3 separate regions of the Sus scrofa genome follow, and regions 2 and 3 are each linked to region 1. The links are chromatin contacts, called in public HiChIP or PLAC-seq maps. All regions are on one chromosome and are shown on one strand. Each heading gives the region's core, a stretch centred on a gene start, on an enhancer-like site or on the middle of the called end of the contact. The rest is flanking DNA. Distances are from core to core; before and after follow the strand shown. Region 1 has its middle 100 kb from the start of ARID5B. Region 2 overlaps ARID5B (AT-rich interactive domain-containing protein 5B). Region 3 overlaps ARID5B (AT-rich interactive domain-containing protein 5B).

The links. HiChIP or PLAC-seq counts read pairs in DNA pulled down with a chosen protein or histone mark.
Region 2: an H3K27ac HiChIP or PLAC-seq map of alveolar macrophages shows a contact between it and region 1. The contact joins two enhancer-like sites. A contact is called at or near these places in 1 of 47 Hi-C or Micro-C datasets (skeletal muscle) and 1 of 2 datasets of contacts at active chromatin or transcription factors (alveolar macrophages).
Region 3: a contact with region 1 is called in an H3K27ac HiChIP or PLAC-seq map of alveolar macrophages. The contact joins two enhancer-like sites. A contact is called at or near these places in 1 of 47 Hi-C or Micro-C datasets (skeletal muscle) and 1 of 2 datasets of contacts at active chromatin or transcription factors (alveolar macrophages).

Annotation. Positions count from the first base shown.
Region 1 is chr14:65,302,355-65,306,699 of Sscrofa11.1, reverse strand. No RefSeq gene overlaps it. Among named protein-coding and RNA genes, the nearest start is that of ARID5B, 100 kb to the left of the region's middle. Within about 2 kb of position 2,404, at least 8 of the 83 cell types and tissues checked have an H3K27ac peak or open chromatin away from gene starts, as enhancers often do. A contact at or near this core is called in alveolar macrophages, where this site is marked.
Region 2 is chr14:65,512,559-65,516,903 of Sscrofa11.1, reverse strand. The region is part of intron 4 of ARID5B (AT-rich interactive domain-containing protein 5B); the gene reads right to left. Among named protein-coding and RNA genes, the nearest start is that of ARID5B, 110 kb to the right of the region's middle. Within about 2 kb of position 1,938, at least 2 of the 83 cell types and tissues checked have an H3K27ac peak or open chromatin away from gene starts, as enhancers often do. A contact at or near this core is called in alveolar macrophages, where this site is marked.
Region 3 is chr14:65,491,631-65,495,975 of Sscrofa11.1, reverse strand. The region is part of intron 3 of ARID5B (AT-rich interactive domain-containing protein 5B); the gene reads right to left. Among named protein-coding and RNA genes, the nearest start is that of ARID5B, 85 kb to the right of the region's middle. Within about 2 kb of position 2,620, at least 34 of the 83 cell types and tissues checked have an H3K27ac peak or open chromatin away from gene starts, as enhancers often do. A contact at or near this core is called in alveolar macrophages, where this site is marked.

The DNA of each region.
Region 1 (4,345 bases), core at 1,155-3,654:
AGGTCACCCCACCTGCACACCTTCTCAAAGGAAGCGAGGTAGGAACCTGGAGGAATTAGTGAGCTCCTTCCTTCGTTCTCCTCCACAGGGGTGCATCTCAGCCAACACGATTTGTCATTGCAGGGGTGGGAGGGCCTTGGCCTGGTGGTGGCCCAGCTGGCTTGGAGGGACTTCCCAGACCGCCCTCCCCTGGAGCTGGGGAAGAAACTCCACGCATCTGCCTCAGTGTAAATTGAATGGATGCTTCAGGATAAGAGCACTAATCCTCTCATTTTTGTGGGCAAATCGTTGCTTGGCAGGGAGAACTGGCTTTATTTTAAGAAATAACATGGTCTTAAGAATTAATATTTGTGTTTTTATAGTATCACTGTTCTCAATTTGAAAAAGCTTTTGTTCTAACTCAATTTTTCAACCTACTGGACAATAAATTCTTACCCATCGTCCTTCAACTCCTTGTACCGAGTATTTGTTATAAGAATGTGAAACATCTTCCCCAGATGCAGTACTGTTGGCGTCGTTAAAAGTTTCTCTAGTTCCTCTTCAGTCATGTCAATATTTACCTTGGACAATGCTTTGTATCCTTTTGTTTATAATTCCAGAATTCTCCAAGACAAACTGATTATTCATGACGCTCTGGCCTGGGTTACAATTTAAACAGATCTTATGTTGGCGTTTTTAAGAGTTCGAGTCTCCCACTCCCCCCCAAACTATTTCCTCTACTTCTTCTCCTAAATCTATAAGTTGTAACCTTCCATGTTCATTTCACACCCTGTCTTCTCTTTGTAGGTATCTTCATCTGTTTTGTTGATTGTACTCTTAGAACAAATGAACTTTTTCTTCCTTTTCTGTTAAAGTCCCTGGATCCCTTCATCCTGCCAAGGATGCTCTTACAAAGAGGACTTGTACCCACATTCCTTGATCACGTCCATTATTTTCCCAGAGAGCCCACTCTTCCCCATGCCCACTCCCTCCTGGTGAATTTCCAGGTCTGAAAACTTTTCGTTTAAACCTCTCAAGAACTAAAAGGAGGACTCAGTGGCTAAACGGGCACCATAAAGCTAAAGCCTGTTTTTCTTGAGAGGTGCGCTTACATAGAGCCGGGACCTGTTTCCTTAATCATGCAGCATTTTACCATTCTGTGCACTTCCTTCAGTTCTCTACACGTGCCTTATGGTCACAGAGGATTTAAAATTTACACAGTATTTCACATTCATTATTACATTTGATCCTTTTAACAACTTTGTGAGAAAGACCCAGAGGTGACCTGCTTGAGATCACAAAGTGACCGGAGTAAACCACAGTTTTGCCCTTGGGGATATTTATATTAACAAACCATTTGCTTTTATGTAAGTCTTTCTGTTTCTTTAAAACACAGTACTTTTTTTGATTTGGGGACATTGCATATGCTGTTTCTTTTGTTTGAACTACCCAACTTTACCCTTTGACCAGCTGAACTCTTACCCATTTTTCAAATTTCAGCTTCGATTTCACTTCCTCTAGAAGCATTCCCTGGCCCAAGTCCAGGCTAGGATTTCATCCTTTGTGTGCCTGTGACATCCTTAAAAATAGATACATAAGTTTATCATAGTGTCTGCCACCTAAGGGACCTTGGGGAAGCATCAGTTGTTATTATCATTCCCTACATTCTCTCTTACCCTACTGTGCATTTCTTGCTTGCCACTGTATCCCCAGTACCAAGCTCTGGGATGGCGCTCAGTAAATAGCTGTTAAATAGATGACACTCATTGTGTTTCCTGGTTGGTACAGTCCTGGATCCTTGAGTTCAAGAACAAATGCCAGACAGGGCTCCAAGAGGGTCCAGGGGATTTAATAGATTTCCAAGTTCATTCATGACACCATCTAAGTGTTGATATGTAGTGTGGCTATCTCTTGTTTGTTGTGCAAAAGATCCTTTCTCTTTGTCTTTACCTTCTGACTCTGCCCCCATCCCAATTTTGATTAGTGTTAGTCACATGTGGCTGCTCACAACTTGGGATGAGGAACTGGCCTAATAAGAACCATCTACCCCCTGGGTGCTATGACTTAACCAGGGCTGGTAACTCAGTTAAGAAAGAGTCTCATTTTCCTTCGAAGGTTGCAAGCAACAGAAATAAGCATAGAACTTCTGATTCTTTGGGAACTTGTGGAGACATCAACAAAGCTATCACAGAACAATCAGAGCCAAGAGATGGTGACAGAGGGAAAGGCATGATGACAACATGACTGAACACCTGGATTCAGCAGACTCTGATCTCTCAAATTTCTAAATTTGGTAACTATAAATTTCCTCTTTGGTTGCAATTTGTTTGAGCTGCATTTTGGTCAGTCATGAACACCTGAGAGAGTTCTGACTAATTCAGTGAAAAATAGAACACTGCGGTATTTTTATGACTGACACTGGTGCTTTTTGTAGCTTTGTGGCTTTGCTTTATGCTTTCACTTCATATATGTTTTGCATCCATGTGACTTGTCCTAGGTGGTTAATCAGGAACCAAGTAAGCAAGTATGTCTTTGGCTTATTTTTCCAGGACCAGTGTCCTACAATAGGCTCACTGGATGTGCCCAGCATCTTACTTGAGCTGAGCAGGTGCCTGGGATTCTTCTCCAGGAATGGTGATAATTTTACACAGTTGTCCACATGTCACTGTCCTACCTGTTGGTCTCTTGGGCTAAAGTGAAGGAGGATGAATACAGTGAGGTCTGGGAGGGTACCCTGTGATCTCAAAGTGATGCAAGACTCCTGAGCCTGTGGAATCAGGGCCTCAGAACTGACTCTGGATGAGCTTCATTCCTGGATCTGGGTAGACGAGGCCTTCATATTCTTTTCAGAGGCCACTTTTTGTCCCAGGTGGGTGGGGGGAAGGCTGGAGAATCACAAGAGTGCAGGCTATTGAACCTGATGGTGGGGGGACAGTGATCTCCAATTGTTGTGGTGAACACATCCATGGGGCTTTCTGTTCTGTGGATGGAAGGAAAGAAACCTCTCTTTCCTAGAAACCCTTGATGAAATGCCAAGGAAGATTCCTATGGTGACTGTTACCATAAGCAATAAATTCACCCATTTCTGTCTACTCTCGATTCATGGATAGCATATTAGCAAATAAAGCAGGGAGGCAGAGACTAATTCCTAGCTCTTTGCCAAAACATATTCTGGGAAACTGGATCACTGAATACATCACCCTGTGATGGATAATACTTTTCATTTGAAGACTGTTAATGTTGTCGGCCACAGCTTCAGATCTATCAGGGGTGACCTTAACTTGTCACCAGATCCAAGATACAAATGGCAAAATCTTAAGATTGTGAGATTAAAATTTTTTTTACAAGTTTTAAATGAAATATATGTCCCTTACCCATTGCTTAGATAAGTGCCTCAATTATATGTGAAGTATTTAGATACCATATAAATATTTGACTATTACAATGTAAACAAAATGGCAATGTGCTAATTATAGAAGTGTTCATACTTTAGAATTAAATGAATTTTGCATATTTTCTTAGGTTCTGGGAAGGTTTTTAGGAGGATTTTTGGATGATTCAGATCTCTAAATCACTGCCCAGTCACTTTTGAACTGCCCACCCCTTTTACATTTCCCTACAGTAAACATGAATGTGTAAGACTATTGCGTAATTAACTATGTTAGAAAATTCCTGTTTATAACGATGGTGATTTTAGTGATGTTACAGGCCCTAAACATGGGTAAAGACATGGAGAAGTGGCATGTAAATTTTTACCTGCATAGAGAAAAATTTCTATCAGCAAGAGGTATAAAACTATCCATTGAGTGAAATCCACTTTTTCTGTGAACGATATTTATCATTAGGAGGCAAAATCTGCTTCTTCCCTTATGAGGCACAATGTAGGGCTCATTTCCACATGGGACATGGCCAGTCTCTTCTCACTGGATCTGTTCTTTCCTCTGCTCTTTTGTTCTGTGGCATCCTAATGATAAGATCTGGGTTTAGGATGATGGGCAGGGAGAGGACCCAGAAGTCTTGGGCTGGGAGTTGGGCTCCCAACTTTCCTATCACAAAGCCCTACCTAAGAGTTTGGGACACACATGACTGACAGTGAGGTGTTGATTTCTTTCGTCAAGAGCTTCTTACACATTTGACTTCCCAAGAAATTGTCTAGGGATTTAGGTTGCTGGATCTCTAAGACAGAATCATCTTCATTCCATCAACATTTTACATCAATTCCTAACAGAACCAAGAGAGAAAAAATTTTCTGCCTAATCCCCCCACACATACCACCCCCACCCCACCCCAGCCTGCACCGCCCCACCTCATGTTGGACTATACCTTGCAGGCCTACAAGCCTAGACCTTGCCTGACCTCAGGCTGA
Region 2 (4,345 bases), core at 689-3,188, 210 kb before region 1:
TAGTTACAGGAGCTCTCGTTATGGCTCAGCGGAAAGTAATCTGACTAGTATCCCTGAGGACACAGGTTTGATCCCTGGCCTTGCTCAGTGGGCTAAGGGTCTGGTGATGCCCTGAGTTGTGGTGTAGGTGGAAGATGTGGCTCTGATCCCACATTGCTGTGGCTGTGGCATAGGCCAGTGGCTATAGCTCTGAATCAACCCCTAGCCTGGGAACTTTCATATGCTGTGGGTGCAGTCCTAAAAAGACAAAAAAAAAAAAAAAAAAAAAAAATGGTTACAAGCCATTAGTCATTCAAATTCAAGAGTTCTTCAGGAGACTGATCATGAAGTGAAAAATCTGCCTGAGCTCACTTTTCTGCCTAAGCCCAGTATTCACGTTTTTTTTGTTTGTTTGTTTTTTTCCTGTTATGCTTTAGAGCTATGCAGAAACTCAGGGTCTTCATTCTGAACTAAGCCCGCAGCAGGCTCTGATGATCTGATCTTTCTGCTCTTGTCTAAAAGGAAAGCAATTTTGGCAACAAGAGATTCCCGGAATTTATCCTAAAGAAACCATCAAAATGCTGATGTTTTTATATATAAAGATGTTCATTACAGTGTTAATTATACATTACACACTAAAGCAACAGAACAGAACCCTGGAGGAAACAATATACACTTCTAATAGAAAGAGATTATGTAAATTCTGGTGCCTTCATTTTATGTACCATTATGCAACCATTAAAATGGTCTCTATAATGTTTATAATAATATGAGGAAAGGCTTATTTTGTAATAACTAAACATCTAAGATATGACAACGGCATATATAAAATATCCTCAAAAAAATGCTTTGGAAAAAGACTGGAAGGAAATAGATAAACACTGACGAGATTATTGGTGCTATTTCTGGAGGCAATATCAAAGAGTGGAGATGCATACCAGCTTTGAAGCCAGCCAGACCTGAACTGGAATCTGGCCTGACCACTCACTAGCTGTGTGGCTTGGAGCTGCCGTAAACTTTCTGAGCGTCTGTTTCCTCCCCTGTGAAGTGATGGTTAACATGAGCCTCCTTATAGGGGTGCTGTAAAGATTAAGCAAGAAAATGTATGTAAAGGGCTTAGCATAAGGTCTGACATATGGTCTGTGCTTACAGAAGAGTGGCAATTATTATTATTATTGTACTTGTACTTTCCATAAAGGAAAAAATTTCATAATGAGAAAAACATTTTGAAAAACATATGAGCTGTTTTTTACTATTTACTTTTTTTTTTTCCCCCTCTTTTTGAAAAAGGGGAATGAGGGATGGGGAGCTTCTGGTTAACGGGAAATTCTGGTTAATTGGGGTTTGCTACGTATGCAGATTATATGATCTTCAGCTGTGATGTCATATGCTTCAGCGCTGGGTTGCATTCGGGGGGAGCAGGGAGAAGCTGATGCCCAAGTCCCACTGAGGTCCCACCACTACCACATTCATGTTTAGCCACTGACTTGCCCAATCAGTTCCATGGCCCACTGGGCCCAACAGCACCTGTCCTCTTGGTTACCCAGAGTTGTTCAGAGAGGAGGCGTTGAAGCCTGGGGGAAGGTCTTTGAAAAGTCTGAGGAACACTCTTCCATGGGGAGGACATTCCTCTCATGAGGAGTGAATGGCAGGGCCGAAGGTGGGAGCAACAGTCACCAGGGTTGGCAGTGGTGAGACCACACCCTGCATCTTTGAGTCTGCTTCTCAGTTCAGACACACGACCTTGGCACCAAAGGTCAGCAAGCCTACTCAAGAGGGGAACGTGCCACAATAGTCTCTGTTTGTTCAAGTCCTGACATATTTCAACTTCCTTTCTTCTTCTCCTTTTTTTTCCCCTGGCCATGGAAGTTCTCAGGCCAGGGATCAAACCCACACCACAACAGCAATCGGAGCTTCTGCAGCGACACCACCGGATCCTTAACCTATTGTGCCACAAGCACAAGGGAACTCTCAACTTTCTTTCTTTCAGGAACTATGAGACAGACTGTGCTCTGGACAGCCTAAGACCTGTCACCCGTGCTACGAAAAAAACAAACCTCAAAAGAACCAACCATTACCAAATCCTCCCTCTTTCTGAAAGCACATGTGCCAGGGATGGGGCAGGAGGCAGTGTCCTACGAGAGTATAGTTTCTGGCACTGTGTGTGATGTCTTAGCTAGAATATCCTATCTCCTATTTTAGAGATTTAACACTCATGTCTGTGACTGTGGGGAAAGGGAAGTGTGACCGGCTAAACTCTGTGTGCTGTGAGCTTGCCTTGTGCAGGATCCTCTGTGGACTCTTCGGGGAGAGAGACGACCTTGTCTTCATCCATAAATAACACAGAGCACGTCAGTGAGCCAGAAAGTATCCTTGGGGTGTACATGCCATCCACCAAGTAATCTTCCTAATAATGAACATGACCCTGGCTAAGCCTTTTCTTTCCCAACACTTTCTGACCTGGTTCCAACCTGAACTGTCATCTGTACTGTGTTCCTGATCCACAGAACCCACATTTAGTTAGAACTTGTCAGTGTCCTGTATGCTAGTTGTCCTGCCACCATTCCTTGCTTTCTATAATGAATTCTGCTGCCTGTGGGTTAGAGGAGGGAAAGGTGGATGCACAGACTTCCAGATACAGGCTACCATTTGCCTTAACGTAAGGTAGCTCGTCTTCCTCAGAAAGAGCAACTTCTAGGCTGTGCAGACTCCAGGGACTGTTAAGCATCCTAAAAAAACGAACGATCTTCAACTGAAGACATGGACCAATTTACGAAGAAAGTTCCTCCAGCTTAAAAAGGGGAGTAAAGGTTGAGAAAAACCCAGTTCCTTTGAGCTAGACACTGTTCGTAGAGAATTTAGATCAATGGGAGATGAGCTAAAACTAAAAGACTGAGGTCAAGAAATACTTGACTCCAGGAGTTCCTGTAGTAGCTCAGCAGTAACAAACCCAACTAGTAGTATCCATGAGGACGTGGATTGAATCCCTGGCCTCACTCAGTGGGTTAAGGGGTCTGGTGTTGCTGTGAGTTGTGGTGTAGATAGCAGACGTGGCTTGGATCCCGTATTGCTGTGGCTGTGGTGTAGGCTGGCAGCTGCAGCTCTGATTCGACCTCTAGCCTGGGAGCTTCCGTATGCCTGGGTGTGGCCCTAAAAAGACCAAAAAAAAAAAAAAAAAAAAAAAAACCAAAAAACTTGACTCCAGGAAAGGCGAGAAGGTGATGGAGATTTGAAACCTCTGGAATCTAGCAGACTTTTTCTATCATTTCAGGGAACATATGTTGATACAAAGGTGAGTACGCCATGATTCTTACCCCCTTTAAGAGCTTAGCATCCAGCGATGAGAAACGCAGAAGTTGTTAAAAGCAGAAGGAAAACATAACATTGGAAAAAGTACTGAGTAACACAGAAGGGACCAGGAGCAAAGCGTCCAAGATGATTATCCTGAAGATCCTCTCTGAGCCTAGAAGCAGCCGCTGCAACAGGCAGGAAATCAAGGGGCGTCTTGTTGTTCCTTCGCCCCCTACCGCTAAGTCTGTGTAGCCCTCCTTTACTTTCTTATAGACCCAAGGGAGCACTTCCAGTTTAATAAGAGACAAGTTGATTTTTCCTCCAAGAGGCTTCCTCTGGGTCCTAACCACAGTGGGGCCGCTGAGGAAAGGATGAGGGAGCACGTGTTCCCTCAGGGGAGGTGACATCTTCCAGGAAGAAAAAGAGTTTTGCTTGTGGAGGCTGTTTTTTGTCTACCCTGAAAGCTAAAAATGGCAGAGGGGAAAAAAAAAAAAAAAAAAAAAAAACCAAAAAATGCCATTCTTTGAGCTTCAAAGTCCAGAGTATTTTCCACCTCCTCACCTGAAATAATTTCATTTCTGAGTCTCTCAAGGTCCAATTGAAGATCCATTTCCTCAAAGAAGCCTCCCCTGACATCCAGGCCCTCTTTCTTTTTTCTTATTTTTTTCAATTTTATTTTTTTAATTTTTATTTTGTATTGGGAGTATAATTAATTTATAATATTTAGTTCCAGGTGTACAGCCAAGTGAATCAACTATACATATACATATATCCATTCTTTTTCAGATTCTTTTTCCCATATAGGTTATTTCAGAATATTGAGTAGAGTTCCCTGGGCTATACAGTAGGTCCTTGCTGGTTATCTATTTTATATATAATAGTACATATATATATATATATATATATTTTTTTTTTTTTTTTTTTTGTCTTTTTGACATTTCTTGGGCCGCTCCCGTGGCATATGGGAGGTTCCCAGGCTAGGGGTCGAATTGGAGCTGTAGCCACCGGCCTACGCCAGAGCCACAGCAACGTGGGATCCGAGCCGCGTCTGCAACCTATACCACAGCTCACGGCA
Region 3 (4,345 bases), core at 1,371-3,870, 190 kb before region 1:
TATTTTGCCGTAGTACACTAAGAAACAAATAAAGCCAAACAACCCTTTTAGGAATTCTTATTTAAATTCCTCAGCTACTTCTTTCCTCCTATGTATTTCATACCACGCACATAAACAAACCCTCCTGTGCAAAGTTACGCCCAAAACAAGGGCTGACAATAAATACTATGTAGGACATTTCCCCCTTTCCAATTCATAATAGGTCTAGCAGATAAATCTAAGAATGAAAAAAAAAGAGTGGCTAAATTGCACATTTGCTTAGCAAAAGATAAACTGTTCCTGCAACAAAGATTTTCTTTCAACCACACCCAATAGGAAAGGAAATCAAAGTATTACCCTAAGGAATCTTTCTCTAACACACTTTAGTTGTTTGTATTTGTTTGGGTTATATACACATTACTTGATTTCTGTCAACAGAAAATGACCAGCAATAAACTGCTGGTACCAAAGACTGAAATTTCAAACCAAAATCATGATATTCCATTAAAATATCGTCCCATTCCTCAAGTTCCCCCCACCAACCGAAAACAAAACAAAAAGGTGGGTATGCCTATTTTAAAACAAAATATCCAAAGGGAATAAAAGACCTCAAATTTCTAAACCTCATTTCAACTTCAATGAAAAAAACTTTGCCTATTAAAATTAATACCTAAAGTACACTGCTTGTAATGCTCAACCGAAATTACTCTAATCCTGCGCTTATATCATAATTACACGTTTTGTTAACCTCTCTCAATGTCAATTTTTCACTTATTTATATATTTTCAAAGTCCAAAACAGAATTCCACTGAGAAACTGTAATTATAACATGAAACTCCACCCAAGCTTTTCAAACAGTAACTGTATACCATTGCTTTTAATCCTTGGCATTGGGCTGGGGGAAAAATGGGGGGGGAGGGTAAGAACAGGCATTCATTCTGAATAGCACGTTGCTCAAGTCGTCTTTGTAAAAAGAGAGATGCATGAAATAGCAAACACAATGAATTAATGGAGCATTGACTTTCAAATATCCATAATGACATATTTTTTAAAAAATAGATAATGGTGGCCAAATGCACAGAAGGCTGAAAACATAAATTCTGGAGGAAAAATTTCCTTTTATCTCTTAGACAACAATTTAGAAATGTAACTTTCTTTTTCATTCTGTGGTGGGGGAAGGGGGGAGGGAAAGCTTGTTTCGGAAACATCACACTATTATGCTTACTAAAAACCACTAATAATCTACTCCTAACATCACAGTAAGCTTAAAAAAAAATCTTAAAAAAAGAAAACAACCCTCTCACCAGGATTTTATAGAGCCTGGTGGAAAAAGTATGCATGTTCCTTCCTGCACCTAATTACCTCAACTGAAAAATCTGCCAAGTATTTTGCCCTTTGGTTCTCTTAATCGTATTAGGGCAAATGCATTTGGATGCCAATAGAAACAAACATTTAAAGATTTTCACTTAAAAGATTCCAAATATGTATGAAGGCTAGGTTGGAGACACAATGTCCCTCATCCTTCAAAGACAATATATAGTGTTCTTTTTTTTTTTTTTTTTCCCAAGCAGATATGAGTTTGCTCATGTTATAAAAACTGATGTCTAGTTTTGAGACAATTTAAGTAAAATAATGTCAATATGAGAGGCTCTTACAATGATTTATGCTTCTTTCTGTTACTTTATTACATTAGACATTCCTGTCTCAAAGCTTTATACTTTTTACTGTGCTCCTAGCAACGAACCAAAGGCAAAGCATCAACTTTATACACCTGGCACCATTCCAATTCTTACTGCTATTGACAATTATATTGAAGTTTCCATTTAATTGCTGCTCTGTTGTGACACTGAATATTTGTCATAATTAGGCATTTCCTATTTTCCATCCATTCATTTTTGATTATTACTGAAAATGAAAAAAAAATTTTATTCCAGAAAACCTAAGCATGAAAATTCTCCAGATAAGAGTAGCTACAGCTGTTACTATCATTACCAACATTGTAACATGCAGCAAAAAAAAAAAAAAAAAGAAAGAGAGAGAATATAATTTCTCGGAAGGTAATTTTCCTTTCAGTCTAAGTGCTCTTATTCATCTTACAGTTACTCAATGATTTCCTGTTCTAATTACAGGACATTATACAGAAAGACATTTGTAAAAGGAAAATGCAGCAGTGCCTATGACTAAATAGCCTGAATTGGTTGAAAGTGTTTAAAATTCAAAGTTGTACCTCAACTTTATCAATTCCTGGTTACAACTCTGTGTAGACGTGCACTATGCCCCCACTATATTTCTGAATCTCTCATAAGGCAGTCAAATTAGTACACGAAGTTAGTGCACATCAAAGGGGAAAATACAGTTGCAGTTAAACTGATGTTGAAGAGCTGAGGTGGAGGAAGATCAGTTAGTTGTATGTGTGTGTTTTCTCATCAAAGCTGTTGAATTGGAGGCATGCCAAGACAAGGAGTGGAAAATGTTAATAATAAAAATAAATTAAATGCCTGATTAAAAGGGAGAACGAACAAGATTCCATCCGGAATAGAAATGAAAATGCCACAAACTATTTCATAAAAACATACTGTGACGTCAATTGCACATCAGTATTGCACTGTTGTGGTTATTTTGAGAAATGGTTTGTACTGTAAGTCAGCTGGTGCTGCCCCACCCTTAATGATTTTGTAATTCTCTACACAGTAAGCAAGTGGGGCAGCTCTGAGATTGCTAAGACAGAAAACAGACCTAGCCAAACAGAACTGACAATAAAAAGATAATGTACTTTTAACATAACAGAACAAAAAGATTGGCTTTATTAGCTGAAAAAAAGCCCCTCCTTTAAATGGTCCCCAGCTTGCCATTTGTTTTGATAAATGAAAAGACAGATCTTCCCAGGATAGGCAACAAAAACACCACTGGAGAACTTATAAAAAGAAAATGTGGGAAAATATATCAGGGCATGGTTGCAAACAGAACAAAGAATATTTCAAATGTAAAACCCAGGGTTTCAACCGGCTGTCTCCAAATGCAAGCTGCTTCAAACGGATGGACAAATATAAAAATATGTACTAATATGCTAATCTCAGCTTTTGCCCTATATTATTGCTTCATCAATCTAAAAAAAAACAAAAACAAACAAAAAAACAACAACAAAAAAACAAAAACAGAAAGCTAAACTAAAACTGAATGCTGCCCTCACTCCAAGGAATAAATGAACCTGCTGGGAGGTAAAGCCAGCCCCACCCGCAAACTGAAGAAGTGACCACTGAAGCCACGTTCAAGAGCCGCACTACACTTCTTCCTGAGAATTTTGCATGCTCTTCTCAGCCATATTTAAATGTCACCCAAGTCAGATATTGTGCAATAGCTATATCTACTGGTGAGACCACGTGGCTAGGCTGACATGTAGGTAAAAGTGGTGCCCACAAGTGGGGTGTGATTCTAAGGGGCCTGATCTACCTTAACATGCCTTCCTTTCACAGGGTTAACTGTTAGGCTACAGACAACCATTCACTTTTAGTATAAATGAGTTTCAGAGTCTTAATAAGAAAATATAAAGAGCCCACAAGAACACATAGCAGCCATTGCTTAAACAAAATTTCTTCTCCTCTATAGCTGGGTCCAAGGTTTTCTCACAGATTAATTTATGCATTTATTTATTTACCGATGGCCCAGAAAAGGCTATTAGATTTGAACTTAGCTCAACTCAACCCTCTCTAAGAAGCCACCTTGTGGGAAGCCACCTCCAAGATCCAGTTAACCCCCTATGGTTACCATGACAAAATTGCTATAAGAGAAGGAAACTTGACCATCATTAGCACAACTGGTCTTAAAAATCATCTTAACTTCTGCCATCTTTCCCCTTAAAATATCTACTCAGTCTTTCATTTTTCATGTTGTAACTTAACACCTTCCATCACAGCAAGAATCACAATTCCATTACTGCAGCAGCCATGTAACATTTGAGAGGCCCTCCTGAACCCCTAAACTCATAAATAAACCAAATTAAGGTATGATACTGGACAAATCAATAGCAAAATGATTAACTTCCATACATTAGTCATTCAACATGTAGGATCCAAATCTGTGCCTTAACAAAATGACTAATCACTATTTGTCATGATGTTCATGGACATGATTATTTCATAAGCAGGCAATGCCGATCAGGCTAAATCTTATTTCCAATATGGTTTATATTAGGGGATAAAAAAATAGTGTGTGGAGAACTAAACACCAAACAGTGTAAGACTGGTTAATATTGATTACTTAATGCCTAGCATTTTGAAGGCATTCTATACACACACACACACACACACACACACGTGTACATACATATATATGTATACATTATATAACAGAATGTATATTATATCTG